Regions from separate parts of the Xenopus laevis genome. Here region 1 is linked to region 2. The links are chromatin contacts, called in public Hi-C maps. All regions are on one chromosome and are shown on one strand. The core of a region is the stretch at or near the end of the contact, and the rest is flanking DNA. Distances in the headings are between cores, read along the strand shown.

Region 1 (6,264 bases), core at 748-3,247, 59 kb after region 2:
ATGCACATACAGCATACAAAAAGGACTGAGGCCCCTTTCTATATGCATGTTGCCCCCCCCCCCACTGGCTTAGTGCATTATAAACTTGATTGTATTTCAGTTAAGTTATAGTTAAGATTTTACTGCAACTTCCAGCTTTCATTTTTAGCCCTCATATAAACAAATCTATGTACAGGAATTTTTCTCTTAATGATCATTTTCCTGTAATTTACAACACATTTACTCTGGTACAATGAAAAAGGTTGAAGGTTTCTAGTGTAATCTGAGATACAGTTTAAAAGTTTCTTATGCATGCCTTAAAACATGTTTGGTTTAAGGGGAACCAGTGAAAATGTAGCAAATATAATGGAAAAGGTGAGGCAAAATCTGTGTGTATGTTAGGTAACTGTAAATAGTGGCACTAGTATACACTTTCCCATATACTTCAGTGGCCTTTAAAGTTAGAGGTCACAAAGCAAAAGGGAGAACACGAGAACAGAAAAGTACCTGTAGCAATGTGGAAACCTAAAGGCCAAATAAGCTCAGCAGAATGATAATAATGTAAAAATGTAGCATCAGTGTTCCCCTTCCAAACACTGCTTTTGGTTTATTTGAGATCCAAAGAACTCAGTAGCCTTTTGCAACAATGCCATTGTGTGTTTTTAATGCATTCTCCACCTAGTGGCAGAATACAGAATATATTGAATATTAATATATTTAAACGTTATGGCTTTGGTTTAAAATATATACATATATAAAAATGACATTTATAATATAAAGCAAATGATTAATTTAAACAAGGCATGAGTCATTGTTCTAAAAGTGGATTATGTTTTTTATATTGTTTGGGGTGGGGGGGGGAAATCAAGTGGTAAAGTGTTCACTTTGAGGTAGAGGCAGAACTTTGAATCTGAATCTGAAATAATTCCAAAGAAAAAAGGAGAAGTATGGAAAATGTTCATTTATGTGGCCATTCAGTTTTTTTAATAGCTGGCAGCAAAATGGGTGGAATTTGTTCTAGATAAAGTATCCTATAAAGGTAGGGAAACAAGTTAAGCTTTACAACAACTAATTGTTTTTAAACCTGTTTATGAAAATGTAAAAAAAAGTTGTGGTTGTTTTACATTTTATATCAGTATAAAGTTTTTTTTCTATTTTTGGCTTGAAGAAAATAATTGCTTTATGTTGGAATGTGTGTATTACAACATTTAATGCAAGAGTCTTTCAGTTGTTCTTTTATAATTCTAAGTAGTGAGCCTACTCGCTGCACAGGGAAGCTGCAACTTTAATCCCTCCTGAACACATAAATGTCATTACTTTTGGTTTAGTGGATATGCCAAACAATATTTTTCCTTGTTCTCTTTGCAAACATCCGTTCTACCAGAGCTGACCTTTTGAACAAGTATTAAATGAAATGGCACCATACACTGATACCCTCAGAAACGGCTTTGAGAGTCAAGCATTATTCATATCAAAGTAGCAAAACAAAATGTACTAGGTTAAACAAATAGCCTTAAATGTGAATACAGACTTAAATAACTCATAATTAATTGCATTACTGGTTTAAAGAAAATATGGTAGTGAATTTGTATTCAGAATAATATCTTTGCTTTTTGTTTTGGTTATCAATCTAAATTTTCTGTTTGCCAGGTATCCCCTCACAGATTTTACACATGGATTTTATTTGTAATATTATGCATGAATTATTGCACAAGTGTCACTGTCCATTGGAAAATGTTTTCCCATGACAGAATCCTTTTAAGGAGATTTGTCATACCTTGTAATGAGACTTAAACAGCATGAAGGACTCCATAAACATGTGACTGAGGCCTTAGAATAGATGTTTTGGCCCTCTAGTCACCCTTTGTTACATTTCAGCTCATGGAGATCCCAAGATTTATTGCTGCTGCTGATCAGTATTGTTGTGTCAGATATTCGTCTGGTTAAGCTCAATGTTGACTACCAGAGAGTGAAAGAGGCACAGGACAGATATTGCTTACAGGCATGGCTACAGGGAACCCCCTTGATCAGCTGCTTGGGGCACCCCCTAAAGCAACTTATGGAAGCTTTTGACAAGTCATTAGTTCTTTCAAATGCAGAAACACCATTATTCTCCCTGGGGTGTGACAGAGTTTCTTTAAGAGAGATCTTGCCTGAAGGATTAGAGGAATGAATTGTGGTCAGAAGCAGGAACAGAACTCATAGTTATAATAATAGACTGGTAGTTAACATTTCCCAGGAATCTTAAGTAAAGCATTGTGAAATACAGCATTATAGGAAAAAAAAGTCAGAGTCATAAATTAACAGATTTGAAAATTGTGTAGAATAGAGGTTTTCAGCCAGTGGCATGGAAATTTTAAAGCAGCAAATGCTTATCTGCTCTTCTGAATGCCCTTGAAACACTAAAGCAGGGTGACTGTGCCGTGTTATAATCCAAAATTTGAACAGAGGGGGCCTCAAAGCAAAAACACCTGTTGTTCATTTTTGTATGAGTTGTTTGATTTATTAGAGTGCTGTCAGATTTCCACTTGGGCCCATATTATACTTACTTCATTATGGACATTAATAGAGGTAGTAGGGTGGTGCTTATGGTTGTCTGCCTTCCTGAGACATCATTCTTTTTGCTCTCTGTTTCAAAAGAAAATCTAATCAAGGGAATTACTAGTAAGTTTGAGTGCAGTGCAGTATTTAAAATTTTGCCCTGACTGTAACCCAATATGCTGAGACTGTTAAGCTGGTCATAGACGCAAAGATCCGATTGTACGAATTGAGGATTCGTGCGATTTTCAGACCGTGTGTGGAGAGTCCCGACATTTTTCATCAGGCGGAGATCGGTCGTTTGGTCGATCGGACAGGTTAGAAAATTTCTGTCGGCTGACGATAATATCTCTGCGTGTATTGCCGATGGTACGATTTTCAGTTGGAGATTGTCACTAGCTTTGTCGGACGATTGCATCGGCTTATCTGTTCTTTAACTACTTTATTTGATCTGAATGGTAAGACTTTGATCTGAATGGTAAGTGGCAGGTCGGGAGATGGGAAAGTCCGATCCTACGTTGATTCATACGATCGGATCTTTGCTTCTGTGGCCAGCTTTACTTTAACATGGCTAATAATTAGCTTTCTGTTTTGACCCACACGGTCAGGAAGTTTTCCTGGTATCATTGTGGGTCAGATATGGGAGAGTGATGTCCATTCTGGGATTTACACTTAAGCTAATGTCCCACAAGACTTAAACAGCCTATCCGAGCACCCGTCCGCTTGTTGCGTTATGTGCACTGAGTGCATTAAGGAGAAACACCCATATACTAATACATGTAGTACAGGGGATAATATCCTTAATACAAACTATAATTCTTCTTTAGCTGTTGCTTAGTGTCTTTACATAGTAACACCAACTGCTTCTGTAATCCATATAATTTATAACAGAAGAAACATCTAAAATATAACAGCAATATGCACAGTAACATATGGCTTAGTACAGTGAAAAATCTCCAACACTTCTTTATATGACTGAGCTTTTTTCACACATTTATCTGTTTAAGATAAGTGCTTTAATGTCCGATAAAGACGTGGTTGGTAAAGTAAAGCAACTGTTTGATATTTTTCAAGATAACTTTGGTCACACATTGACATGTAAGATGTAAGAAAAATAAAGGCTTTCTGTAGTAAATTATATATGCTGATGTTAAGCTAATTATTAATAGAATCATAAAGTAACTGTAAGCACCCCTATATTATATATAATAGTTTCTATTCTATACATTCATATGTATACATAACAACCTTTAATTTGTACTTTTGTCATTTAAAATTGGGAAGTCTTGCAATAACCCCTGTTTTGTGAAAGTTATGTGCCTTTGTCACGGACCCTTCTTGACGTTTCTGTTCAGTATAGCAGTAATAAAAACTGTATGTTTATGATGTGCCTGGGTATGTATTTTAGTGCTATACAGCAGGTTGTCTGCTTTGGTATGAACTGATTTATCCATTGCTTATATAATTTACAGGACCTTAGGTAGCTTTCTACTGGCTACAATCCATTCAGGTCTTCCTATATGACTATAGAATGCAATAACGGGCCAAGCGATCCTCCAAAGGGATACATCTGCAATACAGCGAATAACAAAATAGAGAGTGAACAGATGGTCATATAAAACAGAATGTGAAAAATATAGCAGATTAATGCAAATTTGTAAGGCAACATTAAGGAGAAACACTCAGCTAGATGTTATGCAGCACTATTAAAAAAAAAGTGATAAAGTGCCTCTCTCTAAATAGAAACCCTTATGATTAAAGCTGCACTATGGGTTTTTTCTCTTTACAGCCTTATCATTGAAAAAGAGCATCTTGACTGACTAGTTTTACCTGATCCAAAGCAAGTATATTTGCTGCTTATCTGATTTCTGAGTTAGAAGAGGTCATTGCTGGTCATCCTGTCAAGTTTATTTTGGATTATCTACCTCTTGTGCCCTTTATATCCTGTACTTTTAAATACTATTTGTACCCTCCCACCCAATCCTGCCTGGACTGGTATGGTTACAGTGCTATCACATGCTAAATTATACAGTAATGTTTTATCCAATATGCTCTTAAATAAACACTGATGATAGCATATTTTTATCCTTTATGTAGCATTCACAGATAATGAAGAACTTTTAAGGGTCAGGGCACACAGGCAGACTCGGGGAGATTAGTTGCCGGTGACAAATCTCTTCTTTGGGGCGACTAATCTCACAATCCGGTGGATGGCACTCGGATCGATTCATTTTCCAAAGATGCACGGATAAAAAGTTGCTTAGAATTTGCCATTCTATAACATACTAAAAGTTAACTGAAACGTGAACCACCCTTTTAAGACAGGGTAGTCAAAAATCACCACATCTTTGCGTTAAGATTGTGTATATTGCAAATCACCCTGTCTCTGCAACATTAATAACTTCTGAATACAGCTTTAATAAGGCATCCTTTTTCTCTATTTGATGTCATTTCTATGTTAGCATGGTACTGAGCACTTGATTTGTATAGTTAATATATATGTATCTCATACTAAGCTTTCCAAAGATTGATGATTGATAATGAATTGGTGTTACCTCTGCGGTGGTTAATATTTTTAGAAAATTCTGGGTGGCATAGTAGATGTTCTGTGCTGGACCTTCCTACTAGAGTAGAACCACCATTTTACATTTTTCAGGGGACCAGAAGCAAATGGTGTAAAATCCAGTAAAATCAGGGAAATGTATAATGCATAGTATATAGGTGGGACCACAAAACAACAATGTAAAATGAGGCAAAACTTAAACTCACGGGATGTAAAATGGGGAATCTACTGTATTTAAATTGGCTTTATAGTAATTTCATGCCTTGCCTTGTGTGCCAGTTTCAATCTGGAATCAGACAAGTTTTATTCATATCCTGCATGACAGCTCCAGCTTATTTACAAAGCAAACAGTTTTTCATTACCAAGATTTGTGCTGCTGTTTTCTTGTCTCCCCCTCCTCCTTTCTCTTGTGTCTTCCAACCAAATTAGGTTTGCAATCCATATTAGAGCTTTGTAGCAGAGCATGGCATTCATGGATCTCTCTTTCTTTGCTGATCAAGCTCCTCTGCGTCCATTAGCAGCGCTATATCCAAAGTGACGTTTCTATACAGGCCACCCGCTGTTTCATTCAGAACCACAAAACAGCCTGAAATGGCTTTCTTCCTCCTTCTTATTTTTTTAACAAGTTGCAAGGAGTTAATGGACTGTGCTGGCCCCCTGCAAAAACCTTTAAGAAACTTTATTAATAGGGTTATGAGGCTGGGACACCATAGTGTGTGAGGATTTTATGGGTTACTCAGTTTGATGAATAAAAATATGGATGCACAATTAAAGACATATTCTAAAGCCAATTGCCTCCTGGCAAAGGCTCGTTTCTCCTTCTTTTTTAACAATGTCTTGGGTGATGCATGCTGCTGGGTCCATTGTCTTAACTTCCATTCCTCTACTACAAAGTAAACATATCAGTCACCTTTCACAGTAGCACATCTTAGTTGGACCTGTCATTCTTTTCTAAGCTCACATTTTGCCCCTTGTTCCACAGCACAGCCATTATTCCACTAGGCAGGAAGCATCTTGTTTGATGTTTTTTTTATGCTGTTAAAAAGCAAGGGGTAGCAAACTTTTCTTATGTCAGTTCTGATATTATCCTCCACATTTTTGATTTACATATTATATATGTATATTTTTTTTAATGATAAAGAATTAGTAAGTTACTGAATTTTAAGTTAGTGCTAATATAGCAA
Region 2 (6,268 bases), core at 3,482-5,981:
ACCTGATGTACCTTTTGCAGCTTGTGCTGGGTAACATAGGCCTAATTTGAATTTCTTTCATCATACCACGGCACATATTAAAATCAGATCCCTGAGTGACATGCAGTGCTTCACCTTGTCACCAGACAAGGCAGAAAACCACAAACAGGCAGTGGCCCTAAACATGCACTCTTTTCTTTATTTATATTTAGCTTTTTTGGCACAGTCCTCTGTGCAGTTCACACCAGCTGGAGCGCTCTTGTGTGAGCTGAATTTTCATTGCACACTGCTCCCATTCACCCTGACTAGCATTCTTCTTTCCTGGCTCGTTTATATTTACAGCACAGCTATGGCACAGACATTTTGGCAGGACTTTACACACAGAACGAAGACCTGTCCAAAGTAACTTGCAGTAGTAATCAGCCTTGTGGAGTTAGCCATCAATTCATTACCAAGTGATAGATCTCACAGTATATTATAATGGAATGGGTAGACACTGGAACGCACTTTTCATCCTGTTATGGTACAACTTTACAACTGTCCGATCTATCTAAATAAAGAATAAACATATTGCATTCAAAAAGTAATAAAACAGCTCCTTCTGATAGTAAATAGTGTGCAATATTGCATGCAAAATGTTTGTGGTTTGATAAAAAAAATATATTTACTGTATATTAATATTATCCTTTATTTGTATAGCTCTGACATATGCAAGAGTGCTTTATCAATATTATACATCATTCACATCAGTCCCTGCACCAGAAGAGCTAACAACCCAAGTCTCCAACTCATTAACACACTCATGACTCGGTTAACCTGCCTGTTTGCTTTTGGAGTATGGAAGGAACCCATAATACTTCGAGAAAACCCACACAGGTATAGAGAGAATAGACACCTGGCAGATAGTGGTCTGACTGAAATCAAATCTTTGACCCCAGACAGCAAGTTTAACTAATACAGCCCCAATACAGCCTTTTTTTTTTTTTAAAGGGATTGTAGATATACAGGCAGTATCCCTTTATTTGAAGAGCTTGTTTATTACGATACTGCTGTCTGGCGAGGCCTGTTATAGGTTAAGTGACCAGTAGAGTAGAAGATTAACCTGCAGAGAGAGTGGAGGGAGTCCTGGTGTGACTGCCTTTACTATAACACTAACTGCCCTGCCTAACCAACATCCAGTGCCAACTTATAACAAGTAGAAACTGACAGCTCTGTGTTCCTCCAGTGACAAGTGAGTGTCAATAGGGGAATGCTGCATACAGAATTCATTAGCAAGCAGGCAGGCTTTGCCATAGCCACGCAACTTTTATAAGATAGAACAGTATGAAATGCACACCTTTTATTTGGCTGAAATACCACAGAACTATTTAATCTTGAATACAATCAAATGGGATTACAATGTAGGTATAATTATGACATTGGCCATTGCAGTGGGAAAACTAAAGATAACTAGTTATGGGGCAGTATATATTTTTAGTACAGTTGCAGGGAGTCGTTTACTTACTTTACATGCATTCTCTCTCGCTGGCTCACACCATGGTCAAATAATGTGCTTGTGTGTTGCAAATGGACCTAGAGCGGATTCTGGCTTGCATATCACGCACATTTTATGCTCGGTGCTCCTAGACTGCAGATTTTTCTGAGTTGGCATGTAAAAGTATCCAGGGTAATAGTACGTATGCGTAGTGCTTGTGATTTATTTTGAAACCAACTTTCGTTCTTCATAAGCACAGATGGAATAAAGGAACAATTACTCCAAATATTTAAAGGGGTACAATGTAAACAACTATATAGTTATAACTGGGTAGACCTACACTGCTACTCACAATAGCTTTACCCACAAGCTGACCTATTACTTACAGCCTGACACAAAACTTAGAAATGACATGATCTATTCTGAAGGCAAATGGAGGGCTGCAGGGGAGGCGGAGAGATGCTTGAGAAAAGTATAGTAAAATATTCTAACAGACCCCCGTGACTTAATGACCCAAGACCTACACCCTATCTGCACCCAAATCTAACTATCTGCTACCTGCCTAAAGGCACCCACTGGTATCTTACTCACTGCAGGGCTCTACAATACAAAGTGTGCTACCACATGAGCTAACTTAACACCCATAGATTTGCTTGCATACTTACAGACAAAATGCATGACAATAATATCTGTATAACAGAAAATATTTGAGTCTAGAAATTGGCAAATTAAATTTCCTGTAGGATGCTGTGTAAAGGTTTTTTTTCTTTTTAACAAAAACATTCATTCATTATGGATATTTTTAGGGCCAGGTTTACTACTGTAAAATATATTTGTTCTTATATCAAGTAATGAATCTATGAATCTATCTATATAATCAATCTATCTATTATCTATCCAACTTTGTAATCTACATTCAGTCTTAGAAGGGCACTGATGCTGAAAAGGCAGCTTATTTCTAATGAGTGGGACATATTCCAAATGAGTGTGACTTGACAGGAATGTTATACTGCTCCCTTGTCAGCCCTAAAGTGTATGTGAAAGTGGGAAAAGAAAGGAGCAGCTTCCAGCCTTCCAAAGCCTTTATATGTCCCAGACTACATACTTCATTCCTTAACCCTTTAAGTACTTAAATGGCACAACGACAGCAGATTGGCACAACAGCCTTTAATGAACCACTGAGTATAATGTGTTTCCAAAACCAGTGAAATGAATGTGTAACATTAGCTACAGAAGAGTTAAACATTTGGTACATATGAAGTGCTTTCAATTCTGTTTAGCCTGACAGAAAGACAAAATCTCTTCATATAAAAAAGGCAGACTTACTTGCACCTGTTCTTGTGATCTGCTGGCATCTCTTTTGGACAGAGCAACTAAAGAGTTAACAAAGTCTGGAAGAGCCACACCCGGCTCCCCTCACCCCAGATAACCGCAAAGAGGGAGGGCAGGGGGTGGGAAATCAAGAGGTGAGGGACAGGGCGTATAAAAAGGCAGCCAACTAGTTATTATATAGAGACAATCTTGTTATTTTGCAGGATATTGGCTGATGGAGATATAGCTTGTGATAGTTGTGTATTTGTGGAGGAATAGATATGTGCTAATATTACAAGCACTTTATGCAGAATTAGTAAATAGTATATGGCATAGAGCTTACTTTGCTCACCGCATGTGTAATAATTTAGGAAAAAAGGAAAACACATTCTGTGTTTATAAAATTGTTAATTTTATGTGTAAGAAGCATGTGTGGTGGATTTGGGATGAGGATGGTGTAAAACTGTAAATTTAGCATATACAATTCTTTATTATGGAGGGCAATTTAATAAGAATGGGCTACAAAAATACCAATACATATATTCCTATTAGACATGAATGCTTCTGCTATAAATATTACTGCTAAAGCTGCAAATATTGTGTAGGTGCCAAATGTGCCATTGTATCGCGTGGCACGCCTGAACATACAAAAAAATGCTGATGTAATTATGCTATTGCCTTAAAATATGTTACCACCAATGAGCTCTTAGAACAACACAATGTTACATAACACTACTGCGGCCCTCATGCCAACCTTGGTATAATGCCACAGGCTTGACCCTATGTCTGGAGTTATACAGCAGAAAGTACCATAGAGTGTAGTGGATTCAGATGGAATCTGAATATGTGAAAATATGTGTGGTATGTGTATATGTCGTGGACATACATTTGTCTCTCTACTAGGCAATTATAGATAGCAGTTGATACCATTGATGCAGAAACATCCAGTCTATTACTACCTCCGCTTCATCGTAGGAAACTCCATCTCCTAGCATGATGGGCAGGGGTGTAACTTCAGAGCAAGCAGACCCTGCGGCTGCACGGGGCCCAGGAGGTACCAACATATATTGGTAAAAAAGGACAACTTTTAGTTATGTTGAGGGCCCCAAAATTAATTTGCTGTGGGGCCCAGTTAAATCTAGTTAAGCCACTGATGATGTGAGTAGTAGTTCATCCAAAGCTGGTCACTGGCTAGCCTTACCTGTATTTAATACTGGGATATATTGATGATGTATATTGATGCTGTTCACCCCATGGGCAGCAGCAGCATTGTAGTAGGGGCCAAGGCCAGTGCATTACTATATGTTTGATGAGTGAGGCGGATGAGGCAGGCACCCTCCCCCCCTATAATATCCATAAGAGACCGTTAACCCCTCCTCCCCCGGCAAGGCGCCGGTACCCTGCAAGTGTGGCTATGATAAAGGGGAGGAGGTACATATAGGAGGACAGCGCACAACGCACTAAGGGGAGGAGTGTGTCTCCTTGTTGATTGTGTAATTAAATAATAATAATAATAAAAAAATCTCAAGTCTGATTTGGAAAGCTGAAACGGTGCAGAGGGTGTAACCGGTGCTGTGTGCCTGCGAGCTGTAGAGAGGGAGAGAGCGGCAGAGAGAGAGGGAGTGAGTGAGAGAGGAGAGAGCTAATGCGAGACTTGCAGCAGCAGCAGCAGCACATGCTTATTGGGAGCTATAGATAATGCATCATCCCATCACTCCTTTTATTATCGATACGATATAAAGAGCCTGCACAAGCGCACAATACTGACTGCTGAGAGCCGGCCAAGTGGAGCCTTCATCCCACCCCAATTACTCATCGTCTTCTTCTTCTTCTTCTCCTTCCTGGGAAGTTTGCAGGATCGCACGAGTAGCGGCTGCAGCTCGGGGAACAGCGCTTTGCCCATGAAAGCGAGAGAGAGGGCGGGCACGCCAGCATAGAGGCGCGTTGCGGTGCCACCTTAAGAGTGCCAGTCCGAGCGTGCAGGGGAAACACTCAGCCGGCCTTTGCATAAGCCGGGCGGATTTAAGGAAGACCGGCGGACGGACAGAGAGAGAGCATTTCCCTATTTAGCCCTAATGTACCATGAATAGGTGAACTTTCTTTTGGATGCTTTTCGAGGGATCGCACCAAGCCAAGCCATGATGTATTCTCCTATCTGCCTGACTCAGGTACGAGCAGGGCTTCTGCCGGTGGGTTACTCTCAGGGCCACTTCCATCCTTCCCCGTGTCTAGCGGCAGCGATAAGGGCGCCGCACCCCCGCCACTAGCAGGTGGGAGCTGCCGCCTAACTTTGGCGTAGGCACCTAACTTTGTGTTTAAGGGGGGACTGCTACTCTTTCAGTCTCGCGTGCTCCGTAGTGGGCAGCAGCACGGCCGCGCATCCCTTTACAGATAGCCTCAAGTTAATCACTCGTAGTACATCCCCAGAAGCTAGAGGGGCCCCGGTCGCCTGTGTAGGAATAAAGGCTCCCCGAGCCGTGCAGGTGTGATTATGCCTGACGTACACTTCATAGCACTCCTCCGCTATTCCTCTTTGCTTGGAGTTTCCTGCCAGTTCTCTTGTGTATTTTCTCATTCCTATAACATCGTTGTTTCCATGCTCTGTGGCAAAAATTAGGAGCAGTTTTGTATACATATTTTTTTATCTCTTGCAGAAAACGGTGTCACTCATTAAGGCTCCCTCCCTCCCAACCTATCTCGGAGACACTAGTATTTTATCGAATGTCTATGGCAGCCCATTGCTACAGGAGACGTTAGAAGAACGTTTCCCCGCACCGTTCTCCCCAGTGGTAGGTCCCGAGTTGCTTGGTATCTGGGGGAACGTTCCATTTGCACAGAGCGTGGGGGTCAGGGTCCTATGATGGGGGGCGGCGGGGGGGGGGGGGGGTATTGATACGGGCCCTGGCGTTCCTAGGACGTTCTAGTGGATAGCGAAAGAATGTTGTTGTACTGTACCGTCTCGCGGGCTCCTAGCACTGAAATAGTTTACAGTTCATTATGACAAATAAGAATATATATATATATATATATATATATATATATATATATATATATATATATATATATATATATATATATATATATATATATATATATATATATATAGATATACATATATATATATCAGCCTCAATGCTGCATGCAGTCTCTTATGGATCTGTAACGATTTACTTCTATTTTGGCACTGCTTGTGCTCAAAGGGAAAATACGTGCACTGCGGGGCACATATTGTCAACCTGTGGCTCTCTCTTGTATCTGACACTTTCTCCCAAACCTTTGCAAACCCAGGGAAGACTTGCAGGGAGTAGTAGCTAAATAACAGCAAAAGCAGCAGGTCGAAGATCCCTATTTAGTGCTTTGCACTGATTTATGATCCCCCTAAAAGCACATTGGCCATTATGTATCAAATAGACATTAGCATTTAAGTTAGACAGATTGTATTTAATGATGCACTCTGTCAGCGTTTCTTTTCTTCTTTTTTTATTACTATTTCACCATGACAGC

What was found. Hi-C and Micro-C count contacts between places; a contact is called where the count stands out from the background.
Region 1: a Hi-C map of the XL177 cell line shows a contact between it and region 2, with 2.7 times the contacts expected there. The contact joins the enhancer-like site here to the promoter of nfib.L in region 2. A contact is called at or near these places in 2 of 4 Hi-C or Micro-C datasets (the XL177 cell line and the XTC cell line).

Annotation. Positions count from the first base shown.
Region 1 is chr1L:134,569,709-134,575,972 of Xenopus_laevis_v10.1, forward strand. The region is part of intron 3 of nfib.L (nuclear factor I B L homeolog); the gene reads left to right. Among protein-coding and RNA genes, the nearest start is that of nfib.L, 60 kb to the left of the region's middle. Within about 2 kb of position 1,998, at least 1 of the 7 cell types and tissues checked has an H3K27ac peak or open chromatin away from gene starts, as enhancers often do.
Region 2 is chr1L:134,507,764-134,514,031 of Xenopus_laevis_v10.1, forward strand. It overlaps nfib.L (nuclear factor I B L homeolog), which reads left to right and starts at 4,732. Exons shown (of 12, transcript NM_001095703.1): 1 at 4,732-4,932; 2 at 5,419-5,553. The coding sequence starts at 4,903.